2 separate regions of the Zea mays genome follow, and region 2 is linked to region 1. Evidence: chromatin contacts called from public Hi-C data. All regions are on one chromosome and are shown on one strand. The core of a region is the stretch at or near the end of the contact, and the rest is flanking DNA. Distances in the headings are between cores, read along the strand shown. Region 1 holds the start of LOC606457 (myo-inositol kinase). Region 2 holds the start of LOC541769.

Region 1 (7,578 bases), core at 3,624-6,123:
AGGGTTTTTTTTGCCTGTTTTCCATCTACTGCACGTCTGTATGGATTTCAGTCCCGGTTCCCCTTATGAGCCGGGTCAATTCCATTCTACTTCATTGAAAGGGAGAGCTCCTGCCATTGCATTAAAGAAAAAAGAGTATGCTACCTCTTAGCTCCTATGTTGCAGCAAGACAAAGCACACCAGATCTTTTTTTAATAAATTTTAATATTCAGTGCCACTATGGTATTGCTGTACTACGCTATGGTATCTTGTCACGTATAGGAGGTGTGCTTTGTCCAAGTAAACTGATACAAAAATATAGAAACTCGATTTAAAAGGCATGCCAATGCTGAATCTTATGACCGTGACCTCATGAGGTAGCGAGAGATCGTCTTTGCAGTAAAGAAGCCTTTATTTAATTTTATTATTCTTAACATTCCTTTTTGGCTTTTGTGGCCCCTAAAAAATGTATTTAGTGCATACTCATAGGAGAGCTAGCCCCATTGACCACTGTGATGTAGATCTTGTAATTGGGCTCACAGAACTATGTTGGAAGCTTAAAGCTGGGCAACATTAGGCTTAGTGAACCAATATGAGTTTATCCTACAAAAGTTAAAGATTAGAAAATTAAAAACCCATCTGTCATTAACATGGTAGAAAATGCAGAAGACTCTTCTACTATGCCGATTCTGATCTTCATTCTGTAACCATATGGGCATATCTCTGCTACATACCATATTAATGAGTCTTCTATATTTTGATAGCTACCGTAACTTCGTCATTCTCTTTGTATTCTTTGTGCGTCTTGCAGGTCGACCAGCTTAATATACCTACTGTCAAAGACATGAGACACGTGGACCGCAAGCTGAAACATTGCTGGGATCCAAGCTCACATGACGAGTAGGCTCTCTTCTTTCACTGTGCCAGCATCATCTATGGCTATTATAACTAACCACGCTCATTTCTGTGATCCACCCATCTCTACAGGCATAACAAGAAGAAAGAAAAGAAGTCAAAGCACAAATCGAAAAGAACATCTACCGATGCCCAACTGTGAGCACCTTGTACTGCCAACTCACGTATACGATCATGTTCTATTCAGTCCTTGCATTGCTTCTGAACACCTTCTGTGCGGTAACAGATAGGAAGCATATGGTCCAGCAGTGGCTTTGTGTAAGAGTACAACGGTGAGGAATTTCGCTAGGCTGTCTAGTGTGCTTCATTATGTATGCTATCATGTTAACCAGTGGAGCAGCTTCGTTTAATCATTTCATTCAGGGCCTCCAAATGATCGAAACTGAACTCAGGCATCTAAGCACAGCAGCTCTAAGACAGCTTTCTACACCAGCTGAGGCATACCTGAGGTCAAGCAATTTTGTGACGATGTGGGCTATGGAACTTCATTGCTCCAATGGGAGAGTTGCAGCAAAGATACAAACTAAGAGATGTAACATTGGATGCCTATCTCCAAAGTACGGAGAACTTCAAATTTTATATGGCCGACTTTGTGTCAGCCACAATTACTTGAGTTCCTTTTGTTACGGATGTAGCATTGTTTATTAAGTTTAAACGCCGAATCCAAGATGATCCACCTGCTGTTGTGAATCGTTTTTTAACTGATCAGTGATTTTGAATCTGGATTGTGTATATGTGTAGAGCTTATCATGGCACCAGATTGTTGAATAATTTCTGTTATTTCTATTGGTTCTGTTTTCCAGTGACCGGAAGTCCAACTCTAATTCAGACATCGGTGACGCGCTAACTTGTGTGTTGGCCCTTCTCAGTTCAGTCAGACAAATTTCCCTGTGTTCAGTCAGGGTAAAAACGCTAGACCTTTTGGTAGAAGTCGACATATAGAATGGTAAAAAGTTAACAGCACGAATGCCCGAAAGCTCAAAAATGCGCACTTGTTCAGCGGAGAAAACATGGTGCGTGCAAGCGCCACAGCTCAACTGTTCAGTTGTCTTCATTTCCTCGTCAGCGATAGCAAGGTAGAAACGATCCCTGACGGCCTTGCCAGCAGAATAGTAGTGTAAAGGCCGGAGAGAGCGTATGTACAAACTTCCTCCACTTGTTGGCACCATGTTTACAGATCTCAATGTGAGATCAGGAGTTCAGGACTGCAGTGCTGGTTATTTTGCCACAAACTTCAGTTTGGCGTTCGACTGCTTCAGCTTCACTGTGAGGTACCTATGCCGAGCAAATATCACCGCCACTGCCGTTCGCCGGATCAGCCTGCTGCTGTTCAGACATCAGCACCGCAGCTTCTTGGAGAGCTGCGTGTAACTCGTTGTGCATATTTGACTTCTCCAAGGTAAAACTAGCGCCGTTCATACATGGACTAGATCGTTTCCTTGTCTTCTCTTCAAGTATTTCTTTAACTGCCTGCACCCAGTCGAAAACTTGAACTAAGAAAAAAGATCATTGATTCCATAGGAACAAAACATTAAAAGCACACCAGATAACAAGCCAACGATGTTGAGGTATACCCCTAACAAAATGAAATTCTATATGCAAGTACAATGCTCAACTGTCGAGCAGCAAAGGATATGAAACTATTTATTCTGACAAAAAATCAAGATTTTTACCCCTGGAAACTGGATCAAAAATGAAAAACTGTTAACCTCGGAAACTGGTAACAGATTCTAAGGCTACTACATTGGCCGCCCTAAAATGATCTTGAGGGGGGTCCTGAATGTGGCAAAAAAAATTGTGAGTATGCCAATTAATAACTGTATCAGCGGTTCTCAGAAAAAAGAGGGATGGCAATATCGTGGATGTTAGAATATGTTCTTCGAACCAACCTAGTCACAAAGCAACCATCTACATAGATTGAATGAGAAGTGATAGGTCAAGATATTATGCTGATGCTAGCCACAAAACATATTTTGCAGGCACACACCGTAAGTAGAAGGATCATACTAGAGTGGAAACTTCACCAGAGACACATATACTCATTGTTCTCATTTTTAGCCTTTAGGGTTTATTAACTGGTTGATTTCTAACTAATACCCCATAGTTCCACCCAAGGCTCTTTTTTTTTTTGCCCACCAGCCTGCCCTTTTATGGCTGCTAAATTTCCTTCAGTCTCAAAGACACCCTAATAAATGGTTGCCAGATGGTTGAGCCCTTGATAATATCGTCGGAAGTCAACATTTTGAAAAGATCACATCTATTCAGGGCCTGTTTGGATACAAGAGCTAATCATTGGCTAGCTAAAAATTAACTTAAATTAGCTCTAGTGCATTCAAACAAGAGGGCTAATAGGTGGGCTAATTGTTTAGACACATTTTCAACTAGTTGTTGGCCAAATTAAGATGACATATCATGTGCGATCACATATTGGGTGCGAACGTGCAATCAAATCATCCAGAATCTAGATCAATGATGTATATTGTTTTTTATATCCACCCTCCTATATTTAGCAAATATATAGGGCATGAAGAAAATAGATAAAGGGTGATGTGGGGGTATAGAAATACAAAAAACGACAAACATAGTTGGATCTAGATCGAACGCTCTGGATGGTTTCATTGTACGTTTACACCAAATGAGTGATGTTTACACCAAATGAGTGTGATTGCATAGGAGTATAGTACATGTTCTCACCACTAGCTAGCTAACCTTGGCTAATTTGAGATAATTTTTAGTCCAACTAGTACAAATATGTCCTCAAATTCCCAACAGCAGAATACTACTCCAGCATAGGTCAATCATTTGGAAATTGCCTGCACTGCAGTCCGTTAGAGCTATGATTTTGCCTCTGATAAGTGACACATTTAAAAAAAATGTCCAAGGACTTAATTGATCAACATGAACAGAATGATTCTCCCCCAATCCGAGTGTACAAGGAGCTGAACAAGTCAAATGGTGCAAACCTGCAACATCTTGGGATGGAAGGTGGGCACGCCGACCTGCGATACAGCAGCGGCGCCAAAGAAGTTCCCCAGCAGCGCGGCGTCCGTCGCCGACAACCCCCACAGCAATCCGGCTGCAAAGCCCGCGAGAAAACTGTCTCCGGCGCCAGTAGGGTCCACCTGTACGGCGGGGAACGGCGCAACGTGCGCCTCCCCACCGTCCCAGTACAGCCGGCAGCCGTCCCTCCCCTCCGTGACGATCACACAGCACTGCCGCCTCGTCGTTTCCACCCCAACGTATGGCGCCTCCTCCGACGACGCCTTAACGAACGCCACTCGGGGCAGAAGCCGCGCGTACGGGGTATCGCCAAGCGCCACGTGACCGACGGCGCCGTCACCGTCGAACGCCCGGATCAGCGCCTGCGCGTCCACGAGCACCGTGCGGCAGAGCCTGATCATCTGCTCGAGCGTCTCCGGTAGCACCTCCCCGGCGACGCCGACAGCGAGGCCGTAGGCGAAGCGGCGGTCGGGAAGGTCGGCGGGGTAGATCGGGTCGCAGGCGCGCACGCGCCGGAGCTCCCGGTCGGGGGCGTGCGCCGAGGCGGCGGTCTCCGAGAACTGGGCGTGGAAGGAGGTGGTTGGGGACGAGCAGAGCAGAGGCGGATGCCGCGCGGACGCCGGCGCGCGGGCGTAGATGAAGTCGTGACCCACCTTGGCCACAACGACAAAGGGGGATGTCTCGTTGAGCGCGGCGCCCTGGGGCGAAGCGGCGTCGAGCACGTTGGACACGAAGGCCGCAGCCCCGCCGAGCGTCTCCCCCACTATGCGCCCGCCCCGGATTAGCACATCGTGGCAGTAGCTCCCCACCACCAGTCCCTCAAGCCCGGGCCCTCCCTTCGTCGTAATTAGCAGCTGCTGATTCTCCCTTTCCTCATGAGCGTCGTCGGGCTCTGCCGCGAGTGGCATCGCTGCGGCGGCGGGGGGAGGCGCCACAGTTCGGGGGCGGAGAGGGAAGCGTGGGGGTCTCGGGGCGGCGAGAGAGAAGAGGTGCGCAACGGCATCGTAGACGAGGGGGAGATGCGGTGAAGTGGGGAATAAAAGCGCGGGGGCGGGGTGGGCGCCGGGGCGGCGACAAGCGGCTTTACAGATGCCGCTGACGCGGGGCGTGCGGCAGGACACGTGGTAGCGGCGCACGTCTGAGCTGCTGCGGCGACGTACGTTTGAGGTGCTGCCGCTGCGGCGACGTTGGCAGCTTAGCGCGTTGGAATTTGGAATTGTCAGATCCCAGGTCGTCGCCTTGTCGTCCTGGAGGCTGGCTGGAGAGGTACCTCTGCCTCGTCATCACGAATCATGATGATCGCGCTTGAACACAGGCCCAATAATGTCACTAGACTACCATGTTAGAAAGAATTTAGCGGCTAAAATTAGCTAGAGGTATCAGAATAATCCAATAGTTTAGCTACTATCTATTTTTTAGCTAAATGAATTTAAACACATCTAGCTAATAGTTTAGCTATGGTTTTATAGCGCATGAGCGGGTAGGGGAGGGGAGGGGCGATTGCCGACGAGTGGGACGCCGGCGAGGAAGGCCCTGGCAGAGTCAGGTCGGGGATATTTGAGCCATCGAGGAGGGGGTCGCTGTTGCGCCACCGGAGCCGGAGGGGAGGGGCGCGTAGATTCGTTGCCGCAGGGGGTGGCAGATGCCCGCGCCATGGAGAGGCAGACGACGACAAGGGAGCTGGGGGCCTAGCTGCTGGGGGAGCACAGTCATGGCTCGCCACCGAGCGGGGAGAAGCATCGCGCCGCTGCCGGTGACGGGCGCGGCGGATGGGGGCGTCGGCGGCGGGCGCGGCAGATGGGGGGCCCCAGTGATGGGCGTGCCGGATGGGGGCGCAGCACGGCCGCGTCGAGGCAGAGCGCCGAGGCCGGGTCAAACCGGGGGAAGAGAGGCGGCGACATGGGCGCCGAGGAGGGGAGGGAGGAGGTGGTGGCCGGAGCAGGAGCAGCCGGCGGCGGAAAATCTGGCGCGGGCGGCCCTGGCAGCAGGGGCGGCGCGGGCGGGATGCGCACCAGGGAGGGGGTTCGGCGTGGGCGCCGGCGGCGCCATCCGACATCGAGCAATAGCAGCCGGCGGCCGGAGCAGTAGCAGAGTCGAGGAGGCGCGGGCGCCGGAGAAGGGGGAGAAGCGGGCCTACTGGTCGGGGCGCGCTTGAGCCCGAGCTCGCCGGCTGGGGGAGGAGGAAGACGCTGGCCGAAGAAGGGGATGGAGGCGGCCGGAGGGGGCCCGTGCCTGCCGGTTGGGGGTGGCGGCGGCCAGAGACTGGCGACCGGCTGGGGAGAAGGGTCGCCCCGGGAGGGATGGGTGAGCCTCCCGGGGCGGCGGCGCGGAAGCCGGTGGCGGCTGGACTTTGGCAGGGAGGATGTGGCGGCTGTGGGGTGGGAGGAAGCCCTAACCCTTTGATACCATGTAGAATAGTGAAGTGCTTGATATATTGCATAAAGTGGGGGTACATATATAGAGAGACTCAACCCTAACCCTAATGGGTCGGCATCCCAACAGTGGTGTCGGGCCACACACACTCACACACACACAGTCTAACACTTTTTTCCTTTTCCCTTTTCTTCCTCATCTATGATGTTGTTCTGTTGTTTCTCTGATTGATAAGGCGTCACCTTGCTCGCCTTAGTAAGCGTCTAGGCGTCACCTAGACGTCCAGGTGGTGGTCCAATGCCTTGCCTCACCTTACCGCCTTAAGAACCATGGCCATTACAATAGGAGCACACGCAGTCCACCCCCCCCCCAAACTCTAGCCATTAGACCCATTACAGACATTGAGACTGGACAGAAACTCTGATAGCACCGTGGATAGGAGCCCCTTGGCGAAGATATCAGCATGTTGGAATAGGAAACCCTAACCCTAATTAGGGTAGGCGTAGAATATTTATATCAATAATATATGGGCTCGGCCAAAGCCCATTACAGTAGGAGCACACACAAAGTCGAACAAAAATTGGTCTTGTTTCTTTGATTTGACTGTTTGGGAGTGCTGGATGCATGGCATGGGGCGGGGGAGTAGCCCCCCTATTGTACCTCCCTGCCTACTAATTGTGGGGACATTTTATTTTCTTTTTCTTTACCTGCTTCCAGCCATTCTACTTATTTTTTTCTCGAACACGCAAAAGAACTGCGCGTCATTATATTAAGAGGAAAGAAAGGTCCCAAGTGGACCCAAAAAACAAAGTGCCCGAAAAGGCAACAAGCGAGATGAGGGGACAAAAAAGGAAAAAAGAAAATAAAAAAAAGAGAAGAAGAAGAATAAAAGAAACTAGAAACAAGAGGGAAAGGGGGCAACAACCCCACACCATCTAAATTAAGGCCACACGTGTCTAATATCTTTTGCTCCTGCCATTCCCCAAAGCTTAACATCCTCATGAATCTCTTTTGCTCACTGTTAGAGTATTATGGGTCGTATGTGTGCTGGCCCATTAGGGTTCTATATTTTGTACATGTTACTGTAGCTAGGGATTCTGAAAGAGAATTAGGCTTACACCTATTTTCCTAATTGATTTTGGTGGTTGAATTGCCCAACACAAATAATTGGACTAACTAGTTTGCTCTAGTCTATAAGTTATGCAGGTGCCAAAGGTTCACATTTAGCCAATAAAAAGACCAAGAAATGGGTTCAACCAAAAGAGCAAGGGACAACCGAAGACTGCCCTGGTCTGGCGCACCGGACTGTCC
Region 2 (7,634 bases), core at 2,163-4,662, 160 kb after region 1:
AAACATCAGATTGTTCTCAGAGGAAAAACAAAGAGAGCAACAACTTTCCAAGAGCAATGGAGTACAAAACATCACAACTAACCAACACGTCCTAGTGAGGTACCTAATTCTGCAACCCTGAAGCCTGAAGGGATCCCCGTGTACGCAAATGTACATAGATGGCCAACGATTGAGGCAAATGCTCAGACAGGGAACACACCACAATCACACACTTGGCATTGAAGCGCATACGACGACGTAGGCCAGGTACCGCAGGGCATCTTGTAGCTTGCTGACAGCGCTGGTCTGATCGGAGTTGAGATGGATGGATATGGACTTAACCTTCTCCTGTAAAGACTTCTGATTTGGGAGGTCGTCCTGCTTGTCGGCGAGAGCACTTTGCATAGCTGCCGCATAAGCTTCAGCGACATCCGAGATACCTACGGACAAATGAGGTGGCGTTTGTGAAAATTGAAATTCACCTCCTACATAGAGTCATCAATTTGGTATGAGAGGTCCATTACCTGTAGCGAAACTAGTAGACACCTTTTCCATATCCACAGAGATGGATTGCGCCTTCCATCTGATTATTTTGGCTTTTGAAATGGCATCTTCGGGCCAATCAATCTTAACATCATTTTCACCGTCCTCATTCTTTGATTTATTGGCAGAAGATATTACTGACTTTCCTAGCACCAGAAGCTGAGAAACTGCAAGGCAGCACATCTCCGATAATCTCTGCAAGAAAAGAGTTTTTTCTCCCCTCAAAGAAATATCAAATTTATAAGCAATGAATGACACGTTATATAGTATGTACATACATGAACACCCTCTGAGTGAATGGTCTCAAGCCTACTAGTGGTTCGTTTCATAATCTCGTTTGGAGAAAGCCCACCCAAGGCAGTGGTGAACCTGCGAAGGTGATAGATATAATCACGGTCTCAAGTTTAAATGAGAAGACATTTTTAGAGCCGACTTGAATGGACAATGTCTCACAAAAAGTTAAGTAATGTTGTTTTCATCATGTATACATTGCATTTTATTAAAAAGTTGCTATCTATCTAGTCAACTACATGCTAAAATGGTTCTCTATAAATTGACATGATTTCATCAATACTTGACAAAACTAAATATAAGTACCAACATACTAGTTGTGAATCCACATGGTAATGAAGGATACACATACCCTGCAGCCATCTTAGCAGCCTTGCGAACACTATATTCACATAACTTCTTCATCTCAGCGTCAGTATCAGTGTCAGCTGATTCAGTCTTCTTCCCTTTGTCAGATTCTGGTCCATCTTCATCAGCATTGGTGCTAAGACTAAAAATCTGCTCTATTTCTTTAAGCTTTCCATCGTAATATGTTTTCTGGTCAGAATTAAGTTTCCCCTTTTTCCTATTAAACAACAATGCATAGTGGCTTGATAATGCTTCCAGCTCCTATTACAAACAGAAAAAAAGACCACATCTAATTAAGAGAGAAGGGGGCATATTGAAGACCAAACACATAATATCCATGGGAAGACAAAACATCACCTCTAATTGATCAGGCCCCCCATAAATATAGAAGCATCTGTCAAATGAGACTTCTTCAAACTGTTCCTCTTCTGTCTGCTGGTCACCTTCACCGGTACTGCCTTTATCAACTTCCATACCAGTTTCTTCAACAATAAACTCCATTGTCTCCTTTCCAACACGTTCAAGCACTTCCATTCCTTTTGCTGTAAATGACTTCCCTGTCTGTGATTATTGAACTTTGATATTAAAATATTTGTTTCACGTATATGTAGAGACAATGCAATTACTGACTCCTAGCTACCTCTAAAATGGTCGGTGCTATCGCAGATGCTTTTGCAGGCAGTTCTCCTTGCTGAATGGTTTCGGCCAAGCTTGAAGCTGAATTTTCCAATCTAGGAAAGTAACCATGACATAGTCAGAGATAAATACACCTAGCAAACATGTTACTTATCCAAGGAGAGGCACTTGCAGGGTTACTGTTAATGAACACAATACTAACTATTTAACACTAAAAAGACATTACAAAGGTTAACCTGCTGATAGTTGATGCTCGAAGTTGAGAAAAGACATACAAAGTTACTGGATAACAGACAGCACCAAGTTTATGATGGAAAGTATGTTTACAGAATCTCATCGCTATGTCATGTTATACATGTGCACAAACAGCTGAATACCCATGTATTCATTTATCAACCAGTAACTGAAATAATGGCATCATAATACTGGCACTAGAGACATTTAATACATGTAGTATACAGTTTTGTATCTCATGTTCTCACTTGTAAGATTTAACCAACTAGATCCACAATTTCATAAGTAGAACAGACTGGGTGGATTTACTAGTGGGAGAAGCAACTCCAGGTCATCTAGGCTGTTTCATGTAATGTAAGGACAAGTAACAAGGGTGTGCCTGTCACCACTGAACTATTTTTTTTTTCTGTTCAATCCACAAGGGCTGTACTAGGGGTGGTAATGGATCACGATCCAAATGTTTCTTCACAATTCGTTTAAGCCCTTAAGTAATTTTAGTTAAAAAATGAATAGAAATTGATCTCGATCCTAATCTCTAATCTGATCTGATCCTTAAATTTTATAATGTAAAATTAAGAGTTCATTACCACCCCTAGCTGTAACAGCTTAAACTGAAGGAGATGGGGTGTACTTTTGAACAAATAGTGAACCACTCCTCCATGCGGTCCCAAGAGCTTGCCAAGTACCAGTCGTGATGGTCTCCACCGAGCTATCAAAGGCCTTCAGCCCCTGCAGAAACCCACATACACATACACACATTGTAAACAGCAGTTCACTAACCATTATCACCGGCATTACCAAGCCCAGAAATGCCAGCAATATTGAGAGAGTTGCAAGGCAGGTACTTGCCTGGCCCAGGATTGAGTCCTCACCGGCCTTCTCCAACTTGTCCAGAGCCGCCTTGCGTCTCTCCTCCTCCTCCTCCTCCCCCTCCGGTTCCTTCTCTTGATCCTTCTCGCCACTACCCGGTACCGTGTCCTGCTCCGGCGGTTGCTGAATGTCGGCGATGGCACTCTTAGCAACCTCCACCGCCTGGGACATAAATTCATTGAAACCCTAATCTGGCCTTCCCACCGAGTAAAAATAAAAATATGCGCATGACGAAGCCAGCAGGTCGAAGTGCTACTCGGTACTCACGTTGCGGGAGATCTCTGAGAAGATGGAGAGTCCCCATCCGCCCCAGCCTCCTGCCGCCTGCTCGGCGGGCTGACTCTTCTCGGCCGCCGGAGCTGGCGGCGGCGACTCGTCGGACATGGCGCGTGCCGTGAGATTGACTCCTTCGCTCTGGCTCTGGCTCAGGCGGACGGATCTAACACTGCAACCACCAGTGGGCTCGCGACTCCAACTACCTGGCCGGAGAGATGAGTCAAGTCGCGTGCCGTGCCGTGCACGTGGGGTTGGATTGGGCCCGGCCCTATAAGTCAAGTCTCAGTAGGCCACGATGCCGTTGCGGGCCTAGTCTGCGACTTCGTTTGGGTCAGGCCTGCCTGACTATGATTGCACTTGGTCCTGGCCCAAATGGGAACGACCCAGAAACCCGTCGAAACCCCAGCCCCAGGCCGCCGGTTGCTTTCGCTTCGCCGGAGAAGAGCTGAGCGCGATGGCAGCGGCGCAGGAGGAAGCGGCGGCGGCGCCGCCGAGCACGGAGAGCGATGCTACCGAGACGGAGGAGGCACCACCAGGCGGCGCGGAGAGCGATGCTACGGCGATGGAAGCGGCGGCGGAGTACTCGTGGCTCCAGCTCCGCTTCGACCGCCCCCCTCGCCGGCTCTACCACTTCGCCCGCCAGTTCCGCTCCGCCACTTCCTCTGGCAGCAATAGTAGCGGCGAGAACTTCCTCAAGGGCGTAAAGTGGTCGCCCGACGGGTCCTCCTTCCTCACCAGCTCCGACGATAACTCCCTCCGCTTGTTTTACTTGTAAGCCGCGCGCTTACATTTTTCTGATACGCTCTCTCTTGCGCCCGCGGCGAGTGGCTAAAACTAGGGGCATTCCCTTCTTCCGTTCGACAGACCGGAGGAAGCGTACATTGCGGCGGAGCCCGTTGCCGAGGCCGCTGTCGAAAGTGAAGGTGCGTTTCTGGTTTTTGAGTTGTTTGCTGTTACGATTGTGGGAGTGTATCATGTAAATGCCGGCAATGAATGCTTAGCCGATCCTTTGGTCGTCTCTGTTGGTTCAATTGTCCTCTACTTCCTATCCGCTGTGTTAGTTTCAAATTCTTCCCCCCTGCAGATTCTTATGGAGCTTTCATTCAGGCGAACGAGGGTGAGCCAGTGTACGATTTCTGCTGGTACCCGTGTATGTCCTTGTCTGGTGGGTGATGAATTGCTTTCTTTCATATGTTCATATTCCTTCTTCCTTTATGATCAATTAGTGAATTTGATGCATTTTTATTGTTTTGCAGACCCAGCCACTTGTGTATTTGCAAGCACCAGTCGTGATCATCCGATACACCTTTGGGATGCCACCAGTGGGGAAGTAAGACTGTTCCGCTTGTTGTGTTTCGTTATGTCTCACAATTAATTCTGGTTCTGATTATTTGTTTCGGGAATTGCAGCTCCGGTGCACATACCGAGCATATGATGCCATGGATGAAATAACTGCTGCACTTTCGATTTCTTTCAATTCTTCAGGATCTAAGTATGTGTGGTGCACTCAAACTCTAAGTTGAATCCGTGTTACATAAGGAAAAATTCTGATTTTTTGATACATGAAACATACTGTTTGTAGTCATGGCATCCTGTTAGGTCTTGTTCTCAGTATAAGAAATTAATGGCCTTTTACTCATTTTGTTGTGTGTGTAATGCTTACTGTCAGTATCATACTTTGGTGTCTTAGGATAACATATGGGGTTCTATGGGTGAAAACGGGTTGGGTATACCACTATACCCGTCAGGTACCGGATACGGATAATACAAATATCCATTTTTTGGATACGGATTCAAATATTTTTATACTTAGTATGGGTAGTACACGTATAGTGTAGCTTTTGATTCAGGTTGGATTTGAAGCGAGGACTACCCAGTAAATATTTGGATATTTGGATTGGATATGGGTACTCGGGTTTTGGATGCCCACTTTCCTTTTTCTGCACAATATTTTTTATAAAAACATAACCTTTACATATGAACTCGGATGAAGATAAAGTTTACATGAAAATCATAGAGCTTGAAGAGATCAACAACCTTGTAGTACATCACATTTTTGTTTGAACATATCTTCACGTCAAAATCATTGAAATAATATCCAAATTTGTATCAAAGTAACAAACTATACATCACATGTGTAACTCCAATACTCCATAGCTTATTAATGTTATCATTTGCTTTTTTTTAAGGCAAAGTATTGGCGCCTCTAGTAATTTGATTAGCCTATATATAATATACTACCTCCATTCTCTAAATATTTGTCGTCCGCTAGTTCATTTTTTAACTAAAACGCGACAAATAAAAAACAGAGGGAGTATATGCTAATTCTGATAGTAACGCATATAAAGAATTGTGTCGACGTGTCTAATATGTTCACAATTGATGATTATTGAAGATAGATGTTGCGATTTGAGTTCTTCAATCATACATTATATAAACTATTTTTTGCCAATTTAAAACTATCACTATGTGTTATATTGGACTATTGTGTGATTAGACATTGCCATCGTATTATGAACTATAAAATTGGACTATTGTAGTATTTAGAAGCATGTAATTAATTCAAAGACTATCCGACAAGTATCAGATATCTGTATGTATCCGTCTGAATAATATCTGATATATGTTTTCTACCCGTCCCCTTTCTCTCTCTCTTTTTGGTGACATCTTGTTGGGTTCAACTTTAGCCTACCCCAACTTGCTTGGGACTAAAAGGCTATGTTGTTGATCCGTTTTCTACCCGTCCGAATAATTCCGATCTTGTGCTATATCTGACCCGCACTTTTACTACCCGAACCTGATCCCGAATCCAAGTGAAAATAATTAGGGTAGGATACGAGATGACCTACTATCCGCCCGTCCCGTTTTCAGAGTTCAACTGAAAGCTAGTGGCCTAACTTTGAGAATTAAACTGAGGTATTTGTTTCAGAAAAAAGAATTAAACTGAATTAAAATCTTCTTGAATATTTATTCATGGGGGGTATGTTATTTTACAGGCTATTTGCTGGATACAACAAAGCTATAAGAGTGTTTGATGTTCATCGGCCTGGCAGAGACTTTGATCAGTATTCTTTACTCAAGGGGGGTGAAGGACCAACTGGTATGTGACAATTCCAGTTGTAAGTTTGGTGCCCTTGACATGCTTCCAAGCATCCTTGATCATAGATTCTTGAAATGTACTTCACATTGTTTTTCCTCAAACAATAACATTCAGTGAAACCACCAAAATAAGTTTCTGCTAGAACCTTGTCTATGTAACTATTGTTTAGAGCACTATGATCAATGAGGCTGCACTATCAACAACTCTGCACTAAGATTTACTTATATAGATTTTGATCGCTTCAACTCAGCTCACTTTTGGCTAGTGTTATTGAACTTATCTTTGTATGACATGTGAAATTACTCAAACTATTCTATAAGTGCTTGGCTTCTGATCACACATTTTCATGTCAGGTATAATATCTTCAATTTCCTTCTCTCCACAAAATGGGATGCTTGCTGTTGGTTCATACAGCCAGACAACTGCTGTGTATGCAGAGAATAATATGGAGCCTTTGTATGTCTTACATGGCCAGCTTGGTGGTGTTACACAGGTTGTGAAAGTACTGTATATTTGAATCTTACGGACGGTATGAATAGCAGATAACATTGATGAAAGTTTCAGGTGCTTTTTTCGAAAGATGGGAACTATCTGTATACTGGAGGGCGCAAGGTACCTATTTTCTCAACATTTGGTCAGTTAGCTTACAATTGGGCATTTCAGGGTTCGTATAACTTGCATTACTCGATCTTTTTTGGTCTATGGTATTAATTATCTATTGGTCTTTTATCAGGATCCGTACATATTATGTTGGGATATTCGCAATACTGTGGACATTGTTTACAAGTAAGAGCTTAATTTTTTTTTTGCCTTTATGGAACAGTTTCTTTCTTGGATTTTTTAAAATGATTTTATGGTTCCATACAAGGCCTTATCTCATATGATAGTATCAGAGTTTTTGTTTATTTCTTTTGGTACATGAAAAATGTGTTCTTTGGTCATCTTATTTTATCTTAAATATTTCATTTGGGCAGATCTTATAGCTATATTTTCAGCCATGGGTTTATGACGTCTTGTGGCAGATATGGTTTATTGTTTCAATGGTTGCTTACTTCTATATGGCATACTTAGGGGGGTGTTTGAATGCGCTAGAGATAATAGTTAGTTGGCTAAAAAGTTGCTGGTGAAATTAGTTTGCTAACAAATAACTAGCTAACTATTAGCTAGTTTGCTAAAAGTAGCTAATAGCTGAACTATTAGCTAAACTGTTTGGTTGTCTTCAGCTAATTTTAGCAGCTAACTATTAGTTTAGTGCATTCAAACACCACCTTAAGTGGTTATACAGATGAGCTATTCGATTGGTTAGGTGTAGTAAGCTTGCTTTCCAGTGCAGGTTAATTAGATATATTCACTTGCC

Evidence for each region. A called contact is a pair of places that touch in the nucleus more often than the background predicts.
Region 2: a contact with region 1 is called in a Hi-C map of tassel, with 6 times the contacts expected there. The contact joins the promoter of LOC541769 here to the promoter of LOC606457 in region 1. A contact is called at or near these places in 18 of 25 Hi-C or Micro-C datasets (bundle sheath, ear, endosperm and 5 more) and 1 of 3 datasets of contacts at active chromatin or transcription factors (leaf).

Annotation. Positions count from the first base shown.
Region 1 is chr1:280,504,805-280,512,382 of Zm-B73-REFERENCE-NAM-5.0, forward strand. It overlaps LOC606457 (myo-inositol kinase), which reads right to left and starts at 4,874. Exons shown (of 2, transcript NM_001112320.1): 1 at 3,858-4,874; 2 at 1,814-2,364. The coding sequence starts at 4,802. The coding sequence ends at 2,170. LOC100283483 reads left to right here. Exons shown (of 15, transcript NM_001156383.1): 12 at 791-879; 13 at 967-1,032; 14 at 1,121-1,166; 15 at 1,258-1,570. The coding sequence ends at 1,124.
Region 2 is chr1:280,667,565-280,675,198 of Zm-B73-REFERENCE-NAM-5.0, forward strand. LOC541769 reads right to left here and starts at 3,413. Exons shown (of 9, transcript NM_001305810.1): 1 at 3,169-3,413; 2 at 2,881-3,063; 3 at 2,663-2,760; 4 at 1,802-1,892; 5 at 1,519-1,722; 6 at 1,166-1,422; 7 at 801-891; 8 at 504-717; 9 at 1-419. The coding sequence starts at 3,285. The coding sequence ends at 205. LOC100194389 (Transducin/WD40 repeat-like superfamily protein) reads left to right here and starts at 3,556. Exons shown (of 13, transcript NM_001139420.1): 1 at 3,556-3,948; 2 at 4,042-4,100; 3 at 4,262-4,342; 4 at 4,434-4,507; 5 at 4,587-4,669; 6 at 6,174-6,277; 7 at 6,631-6,770; 8 at 6,842-6,889; 9 at 7,011-7,063. The coding sequence starts at 3,632.